Regions from separate parts of the Zea mays genome. Here region 2 is linked to region 1. A link is a contact called in public Hi-C data. All regions are on one chromosome and are shown on one strand. The core of a region is the stretch at or near the end of the contact, and the rest is flanking DNA. Distances in the headings are between cores, read along the strand shown. Region 1 holds the start of LOC100381743 (putative anion transporter 5). Region 2 holds the start of LOC100277560.

Region 1 (4,890 bases), core at 115-2,614:
GACAAATTTAATAGCCAAAAAGAAATGGATTAGTATATGAAGTTACAGAATAAATATGTAGGGTGCCAGATAACTGAATTTCATATTAGAATAGCAGTAAATAAAAAACATTGTCAATCATACTCAGATATGTAAGATATCTGTAAAAGTATTTTAGTGACAATAATTGGTGTTACTTTACTCACTGAATCTAGACAAATTTAATAGCCAAAAAAAAGAAATGGATTTGCATATGGAGTTATAGAAAAAAATCTGTAGGGTACCAGTTAATAGCTAGCAGGTAGAGGTTCCAGTATTGCCTCCGCATCTAGCAGCTCGTAGACTAATCCCAGTCCTAATCAAGAACACAAGCCCCAAACTATGTAGGGTGCCAGATAACTGAATTTCATATTATAATAGCAGTAAATAAAAAACGTTGTCAATCATACTCAGATATATAAGATATCTGTAAAAGTATTTTAGTGACAATAATTGATGTTACTTTACTCACTGAATCTAGACAAATTTAATAGCCAAAAAAAGAAATGGATTTGCATATGGAGTCATAGAAAAAAATCTGTAGGGTACCAGTTAATAGCTAGCAGGTAGAGGTCCTAGTATTGCCTCCGCATCTAGCAGCTCGTAGACTAATCCCAGTCCTAATCAAGAACACAAGCCCCAAACTAACCTAATCCGAGAGCAGAAGCAAAGTACTGACTGATGATGCTCCTTACCTGGTGGTCTCAGTGTGGGAACGACGCAACCTTCTCTGCTCTGAAATCTTGGGGAGAGAATACTTCCGAAGAGGATGGAGTTGCGATTTGGCTATGTGGAATGGAGAGGATGAGAGATCTGCGTCAACACCACAGGAGATGGGGATGCAACGTTTAGCCAGCTAGGAGAGGAGAGGAATTGTGCGCAAGGTCAAGCTCCTGCAAGCTTCGTGGGAAAGAGTGTGTGGAAGGATTCGGTTAATGGAAGCTTCACGGGACAGAGGGGTGAAAGGTTTCACGGACCATCGGTGCTCGATTGGACGACTGAAAAATAAAGGATGACGTGGACAGTCTAGTTCGGCTCGTTTCCGTTCGGCTTTAAATATAAGGGCTTTAAATATAAGGAAAGGAAATGATCTAATAGTTTGAAAGGAACTTTTAAGATAGTATCATAATACGTATCTTTTTATTTATTTTTTGCTTGATATAAATAAATTTAGATGTATCATAAGTGTTTATATTAATAATTTTCTATCTAAAGCCGGAACTCAGGTTTCCATTATGAAAAAAATTAATAATTTTCTATATAAAAGTTTTCTAAGGATCTTTATTTTAAATCTGATTTCGGATCTAATATCAGGACCGCCGCTGCTCGCCTGCTCCGAAGCTGAAGTTGTTGCGAAACGGTGCCGCTTCGAGCCAGGTGCGGGAGGGACCGAGGGAGGCGGAGCAAGTGGGAGCTCTGGAGCTGGAGCGGGTGGAAGTGGGCTGGGACTGGGAGCCCTAGCAAAGGGCCATCGCATCCCCTCTTGCATACTCTCTCTCTCTCTCTCGTGATTCTCCCGTGCCCCGGTCTCTCTGTCTCTAGTGGCGACGACTGCGCTGCGCCGCCGCCCTACGCAGGTGCCCAAGTGTCTATCTTCGGGACTGCGCCGGCGACGAGCACCCACCAGGTACGCTCACCCCTTCTCGTCCGTTCTGCTGTTCGAAACCGAGCGCTTATACCCTAGCCGGAGCTATTTGTATTCGGATCTGATCTGATCCAATTACAAGTATGTTATGCCTATAAACTTCGTTTTTTTTTCTTTTTTTGCAGAAATTGTTGGACCTGGGTCTGCCCCTGGACTCGAGCTTGGGGCCAAGCTAATTCGAGCTCTGAGCATTTGATTTCTAGCATCTTACATGCAAAAAGCTAGTACTTGGAATCCGAGCAAGATCTAACCCAGACAGTGCAGTGGCAGGTCATTTTCTCTGGCCAAGTTTTGTAATATCTTATAGCAAAAGCTTGCTTTTCACTGCTTGGATTTTAGCAAGATCTGGCTCCCAAAGTGTAGTCTTGTAGACTGGCTTGTTCTGTCGTTTTCCAGGAGCAGCATTTATTTTCCCTCGAGAAGCCAAAATCCAAGTTTACTTATGCAAGTCTTGTTGTTTCCTACCTAGAATCTTTGGGTTGTAGATGTTGTGACACGTTTTATGCCCTTCAGATCACCCTTTTTTATATTATAAAAAAATATTTCAAGCATGCTCAAATCTTGTGTATAATTTCAGCTATTCTTTTAGTTGGTCAGCTAAATCGAAGTATGATCATTTGGAGTTCTTGATGTTTCTAAATTTTGCTCCTTTTTTTTGTTTTGTTTTTGGGCAGGTCTTTTCAGTTCAGCGCAGCATATCAAGATTGTCTCTGTTAATTTGTGTATGAGATCAGTTAACTGATAAGGATATGTAAAGAACCAATGATCAGTAATTTTTACACTCCAGATTGTAGTATCCTCTAAGATGGACGGAAGAGAATCAGTCTTATGGTAAATCCTGGTGAATATTCATGGGAGGTCAGCAAGTTCTGGCCTGACTAAGTCTGGTAAAAAAAGTTGCTTCATCTCAGATCATCAATGGTGAGAATGAGGTTCCCGAAACGTTATCTCATAGTATTGCTGACATTCATCTGCACAAATGTTTGCTACATTGAGCGCGTGGGTTTCTCGATTGCTTACACTGTTGCAGCCGATGCCATTGGTGTGAATCAGGCCAACAAGGGCATGATACTCTCTATGTTCTATTATGGTTATGTTTTATCACAGATTCCTGGTGGATGGGCAGCACAGAGAATAGGAGGCAGACGTGTTCTGCTACTGTCATTTGTATTGTGGTCTATGATATGTGGTTTAATCCCACTCGACCCCAACAGAGTAACCATTCTGGTCCTTTCTCGCCTATTTGTCGGTGTAGCACAAGGTTTCATATTCCCTGCCATTCACACTGTTCTGGCGCAGTGGGTGCCACCGCAGGAGCGCTCTCGCTCGGTATCTCTCACTACCTCGGGGATGTATCTTGGTGCAGCTGGTGGCATGCTTTTCTTCCCAAGTCTGGTGAAGCACACGGGACCCCAGTCAGTTTTCTTTGTCGAAGCAGTGCTGGGAGTAGCATGGTCTGTCATATGGTTGAAATTTTCCAGCGACCCACCTCGTACCGATCTTCCAAAGGTATCGATGCCGAAAGTGGCATCTCGGGACATGATTAAGGCACAAGCAGGAGGGGTTGTTGCACCTCGCACAGTAAAGATCCCGTGGCGAAGGATAATATTCAGTCTACCTGTTTGGGCAATCGTTGTAAACAACTTCACCTTCCACTATGCCCTGTATGTTCTTATGAACTGGCTCCCTACCTATTTTGAGCTTGGCCTCAAGCTTAGCCTCCAGGACATGGGTTCCTCAAAGATGCTCCCTTATTTCAACATGTTCATTTTCTCCAACATCGGTGGTGTGATCGCCGATCACTTGATTACAAGGAGGATTCTGTCTGTTACCAAGACGAGGAAGCTTCTGAACACCATCGGATTCATCGTCTCAGCATTTGCACTCATGGCCCTTCCTTTATTCAGCACACCCTCAGGCACTGTAACGTGTTCGGCGATATCCCTCGGTTTTCTTGCCCTGGGAAGAGCAGGGTTTGCCGTAAACCACATGGATGTTGCTCCGAAGTTTGCAGGGATAGTGATGGGCGTCTCTAACACGGCGGGGACACTGGCTGGGATTATTGGCGTCGGCCTCACTGGTAATATCCTGGAGGCGGCGAAGGCTTCTAACAAGGATCTAACAGACTCGGAAACCTGGAAAACAGTCTTCTTTGTTCCGGCATACCTTTGTATCTTCAGCTCTGTCATTTTTTTAATCTTTTCGACTGGCGAAAAGATATTCGAGTAGATGGTGATTATATTTTTTGTTTCTCATTTACAGTGAGGCAGGATAGCAGAACGGGAATCTCACATGTACCCGTAGCATTTGTTACAAAATTTCATACTGTATCATACACATGATCTAAAGCTATGTCAGGAAATCTCACATTTTTCATTATGAGGACTCATCTCATTGGCACGGTCTCGAGTGAGTGCAGGTAAAGTTTACTAGGTTCCCATATCTTTGCCCTGCAATGAGAATAAACGGCATTGCCATTCTCTTATTTGCATTGCCCTTGCTGAGTTGAGGCAAATTCACTAGCTTATTAACGACACCTTTTAATCTGCCTGCAACTTCTGCAATTATATCTAGCAAACATACCATTGATATGCTTATCAAGACTTCCATTTGGCAAAAACCCAGAGCAGAGTAACCTTTGTCGCATGTTTTTGTGCTTCATATGTAACAAACGAGAAATTGAAACTAATGCCAGACTTTGAAACGAGAAAACATTAAGTGCTAAATTAGTAACTAATTTCATAATTTGAGATATTGTATAGGATGAGAATCAGTGGCCTAACTAATCTAAGCACTTTGCAAAACACATACGCTAATCATCAAATGATTCTTTGAGTACTTGAATGCTTAAAACTATTAGGAATGAGCCTCAACTCTTTTGATATATCACACACCTTGTTAACTCAAATGTTCGGTTGTGGTGGTATATATAGCTCCTAATCCAAAACCAACCATTGTAAGTGACATAGAAATTATGTAGTTACCAAACATGTTTGGTGCACTCAAGACAGAGACATGTCTGGTGCACCCATGTAAGCTAGTCGTTACCGATCGTTGGAGTTCAGGCATATGGTGTTTTGATCGATTTTGCACCGACACGTTCGGTGCCTTATCTCTTTGTAATCACGCTTTAACCCTCTTTGAGTACTCTGTTTGGTGGGGTAGCTGGTGTTACACTAGACATGTCCAGTACCCTATGGATTTCTCCAAACATGATATAGTCTTCT
Region 2 (4,993 bases), core at 1,913-4,412, 390 kb after region 1:
TGCCCTGGCACCTGACGTGACGGTGAACCGTGCAGTAGATTCGCGCCAAATGACTTCCTGTAGAGATCCAAGACCGAGATCAAGGGGTCGTCCGTACGCCTGAGCTCCCGAGGGAGAGACCGCCCATACCGTAGTGGTTGTAACAGCGGTGGGGTATGGGCCAAAGGCTGCTTACGGTGTGCATCATCGTCCTGGAACGTGATGACGTCGAGATTCTCTGCAGCACTTATCTAGATCAAAGCCCTCGCTTGGTTGATGCAGAAGTCTTCCTGAGGTGCCAGCCGAGCCATCTCTTTGACGTGCGCTACAGTCGGGCGGAGTTGCTGTCTACGGGATTCATGACGTAGTCGGTGGCCGAGGCCGAGCTCGGGCGAGGCAGAGAATTTTCCCGATGACTGAGCTTGGGTCGGGCGAGGCAGAGAGATTACACCCGAAGGCTCGTCCGCTTGGCTTGTTGTATTAGGTGTCCCATCGAAGGGTGCCAGCCGGCATGCGCGCATTGTTTGGCACAGGCGTAATCATATCGTTGCGCTTAGACGTGATCGTTGTCTTGTCCACCACTGTGCTCTACTGCCACAGCGCGGGTTGGCACACGCATTAAATGCGCCTGTCCCCTGCCTGTTTTCGAGCGCCCTTGTCCTATTTGCTCGAGGCCGGCTCGGGTGAGACGGACTGGGCTGAGGCGACCTCGGGCGAGGCGGAGTGAGTGGTGTCGACTCCGGGCGAGGCGGAGCTCCGCTCGAGGTGAGAGACCCTCGGGGGGACATCTCGTCTTTTTATAGGTGGCTCGGCTGTCACCCCTCGGGAGTTTAGTCCTTATGTCTCTGAGTGCGTTTGTTAGGGGGTAATTTGGGTGTCCATAATTATCGCCCCCGACAGGTGGGTTGTAGGGGGAAATATAGGGGCAACCGAGAGGTCCAAATATAGATATAGAGGGAGGAATCTACACTATAGCGGAATTTAGAGGAATCGCCGTGGACAACCTCAACTTTTCTCCTCTGAACCCACACCATAACAACACATAGTGCGTCCTGGCCCTAGCATGGAAATGCAGATGCATTTACTTTCATGTCTCATTTGTTACCTTCTGAATTTTGATGCCTTCATCGAGGTTGTTTCACTGTTTGGCATGTACGCTTATATAATGCAATATCATGTACCTAGATTGTTTTGATTGACATTTAGACAGTTGTATTCTAGGAGTTTTTCCTCCTTGCAAACGAATGAGACATGAAAGTAAGATATTTGATGTGGACTTCAACCGAAAGTGACATTTTTTGGTCTCTTTGTTTCTATGCAAACGAATGGTCTTAGTTTTCTGCTTGTGGTTTTTGGTAGGTTAATAAGAATGGTGCCTGTCAGTTTACTGTCATGTATCACATTTTAGACACAATGCAAAGTTTTCATCACTAAGCTGACTGAATATCTCGAGTCGTCCTGCATACCGGCACATAATAAATGAAGTGATTTCTAGATTCCTCTCGTTTCAAACTTAGCTAAACATTTAGTTCTCGATGGAGTTGTGGAGGCATATATAATTGTTAGTTAGTTGGTTCTGATTCTCTTCTAAATTCCTTAACTAACTGCATCATGTTTACAAAAATAATTAGGCCCCGATTCACAGTAAAATAGCCAACAACCCTACATTACTATATTGTTTGACATCCTAATTGTGGGGACATAGGATTAGACCAAATCCACAAGTCTGGGGGTAGAACTCTATAGTCTATAAACTGAACAATTGATTTTTTTGAAGTTTGTGGTTGTTTGTTATAAACTAAGATGTTTTTCAACAATGCTCTTTCTTTTACCAATGTAATTGCTACTCCTTTTTGCAGGAAAAGGAATATGCTTTGAGATCTTTCAAGAGTGGGCAAACTACTATTTTTGGTCATTCCTCTAAAGTTGTGGAGATGCACTGGTGGACACTGGAGATTGTGGTGTAGGCCATGACACGCGTGCACGGGCGCCGGCACATGTCTTCGTGTCTTAGTCATTCTGAGTCGGACGATCATTGCCATTTGTGATGTGCACGAAGATGCATTGTGGTGTCTCGCTATATAATTGGTATGGATAGAGTATGTTTTTGCTATGTCTGTATTTGTATATCATATGTGTTCTAAATGTTGTATGATACTAGATAATAAAGGGGTGGTGTTCCTTCAATAAGAATCTCTTCTCTAAACAATAAATGTTCTCAATAGGAATCTCTCTTTATTTCGATCTTGTATTATCAGCTTAGGATTTGTCTATTTCGATTAATAGTAACAGTAAGCCAAATAGGTATTAAGATATTTATTCAAATATAATTATTGTTTATTTCTAAACACTAAGGTACGTGTGGTTTGATGGTTAGCACCAAATTTCCGGAGCTAGGGTGTGGGTTTGAGTGTTTGCTTTGTACTTTTTTTGTGTGGTGTGGTAGCTGCGTGGGTGGGGTCGGATGCTGAGCAGACGCAGTAGCTGACTGTGTGGGTGCTGGGATCCATAGGGCAGTACCTGAGAGAAGGGCGGGAGAACCAGTTAGAGAGCGTGGAAACGGGTCTACAATGTCAGCGTGTCCACATGGTAGTAGCCCAGAGTGTCCACATTAGATTCTTAATTGACTAGTATAGATAAATAGTTATTGGGATATTTATTTAAATATAATTATTATTTATTTGTAAACATTAAGGTATGTGTGGTATGGTGGTTACCCTCAAATGTTTAGAGCAAGCGGGTGTGGATTCGAGTGCTCGGTTTGCATTATCACGTTTATAATTCGAGTGCTCGTTTCACATTTATAAATTAATGTTATATATACGTTTGAATCATGATATAACGGATTATGAGTCTCGCTTGCTTGCATGTTGTACATAAGATCTGATTACACAGTAGTCGTTGTGATTGGACACAATGAATATTTAGTTTAAGTTAGTTTTTTTCAATAACGATAGAAATAAAAATTAGAAACATTTATAAACGTAATATCCAGTTATTCAAACTTTTTCATGTTAGTAGCTTTTTTATATAGTTTTGTTAAATCGTTTGATCTTTTGAAAATGGAGAATTGTTGTTTTTTTATGGAAGGGGTATTTCTTATCACTCATAATTTTCTCTCTCTGTAACAGTAACTTTAATATGGCCGTTCCATACGCTCGGCTCCATACGCTCCCTGCCTCCCTGGCCCGCATCCAATCGATCTGGTCCCACTGCGCAGTACTTATAAAACCTTTCTCCTCTGAAGCTGCTCTTCTGGCCTTCTTCCCGACCGAGAGGCGAGAGCCCAAACCCGCGCAGTCAAGATTTCTCGTCGTCGTCGGCAATCGGCAGCGTCAAGACAAGAACTCGAACCCCTTCGCCGCTTCCCCTCTCTTCCTGTTGCTCCCCGCCGCGCCGTCGTACGATCTCCTGATCCGCCGGGCGCTCACGTCGACCACATTTGCGCCCGCCACCGTGCACCGCTGCCTCCAGAGCGTCTCAGGTTTGGCCTCAAGCCCCGCTCCGCCCGTGCAGAAATTTTGTGTTTCTTGGTTCTTCATTTCTTGGATGGTGACTCCAGCGTTCTTGTTCCTCACTTCCTTGCTTTGGGGTTTCATCGAATTGGCTAGCGGAGTATGGCAGGCATTTTGTTCTTGGTCTCCCAAATCCCAATGGCGGATCGCTAGGGTTCTCGCACTGTTTATTTGGGCATTCTTTCTTGGTCAATGGTGTTTAGACTCCACGGACCGTATAGATGGTATATATTGTTGGTTCTTGGTTAATTTCTGAAAAAACAAAAGGTTCGGCTTTTCTTGCTTTTAGTGTTGAATCGCTCGATAACAACGAATGTGATTCTCTTTTCCTCAGATAGATCAGTATTTTTTATCCCTTTGTGACAATGTCAATCCATCCTAGACAAAGGCGTGAGTTCTTCGCGCCTCTCCCAAAAGGCATTTATCTGGTCAACATTCGTTTCCCCTGCTCGGTTTGAACACCAAGCGGATGTCTCGTAGTTCGTTCCTAAATATGCACAATGGTCAATGGATTATGTTGATTTTTTTATCCTTCTTAGTCAACTCCTCACTTTGGTTAGGATTCGGAGCTTTTGAGTTCGTGTTAAGCCTCGACTATGAAACATAAATACTTCTTCCACTTTTGGCTTGCTCAGTCTAGATGGAAGTTATGACATTAATTGGATGGAACTCTCCGAGTTCAGTGCTGTTGGTTGTTATTGCACCATTCCCCAGTTATTGCTTGTTAGGTAAATTCATAGTGTTGGCCAGGTTCACCAGGTAGCTGCTTGCATCAGAATTTCGTTTTACTGTTAGACAAAGGTCTGGTCAATTCTTGATCGTTGTCAAGTATGTCTGTTACCGAATTTTGGCAATGCTGATTATTCACTATGCAAAAAATTGGCACCTCTGAACTCTGATGTTTCTGGCTTCATGAAATTTCCAGCATAGAGCTCAGATACAGCCAATTTTAAGTTTTTTATTATTTTACAAGAATTGTCAAGAACTTTTTTTGTTGCCGGAATGTTTGGGTAAGATACCCTTATTATCTTACTATTGCAGCTGCCAAATCTTCAGTGACATATTTGTTACTACCTGCTAGACTCCAAGAAAGGGTTGGTTCTTTCAGTGTGGTTTCCAATGGAGAAAAAGGGGCCTCAGGCCCTCACAGCAACTGAGCTGAATGCTGCCGTGTACAGATACCTCCAGGAATCAGGTTTCAGAACCATAATCTAACCCTGTCACAATTCGGTTAGATATTAGCATTACATGTTTGTCGGTTCTTTCTTGGGGAAATTATGATCATTGTGTTGTTAGGGGTCTACGTAATGACCAGAATTAGTGTTGGTTTGCTAAGTTCGATTGAAAATCTGGAAGATTTATGTCTAGAGAGAACAAAAAAAAGGAGATGAAGGGAGGCAGCAGGAACAGATTTTATGAAAACACCTCTTACCATTGTTCCATAAATTTCGGTTGATTCTTGGATCGGGTAAGGGTCTTGGGGTCATTTATTGTCATGC

Evidence for each region. A called contact is a pair of places that touch in the nucleus more often than the background predicts.
Region 2: a Hi-C map of tassel shows a contact between it and region 1, with 3 times the contacts expected there. The contact joins the promoter of LOC100277560 here to the promoter of LOC100381743 in region 1. A contact is called at or near these places in 3 of 25 Hi-C or Micro-C datasets (bundle sheath, ear and tassel).

The regions. Positions count from the first base shown.
Region 1 is chr1:261,781,403-261,786,292 of Zm-B73-REFERENCE-NAM-5.0, forward strand. LOC100381743 (putative anion transporter 5) reads left to right here and starts at 1,365. Exons shown (of 3, transcript NM_001174548.1): 1 at 1,365-1,645; 2 at 1,789-1,933; 3 at 2,338-4,038. The coding sequence starts at 2,582. The coding sequence ends at 3,892.
Region 2 is chr1:262,168,962-262,173,954 of Zm-B73-REFERENCE-NAM-5.0, forward strand. LOC100277560 reads left to right here and starts at 3,163. Exons shown (of 4, transcript NM_001151084.1): 1 at 3,163-3,463; 2 at 4,536-4,689. The coding sequence starts at 4,614.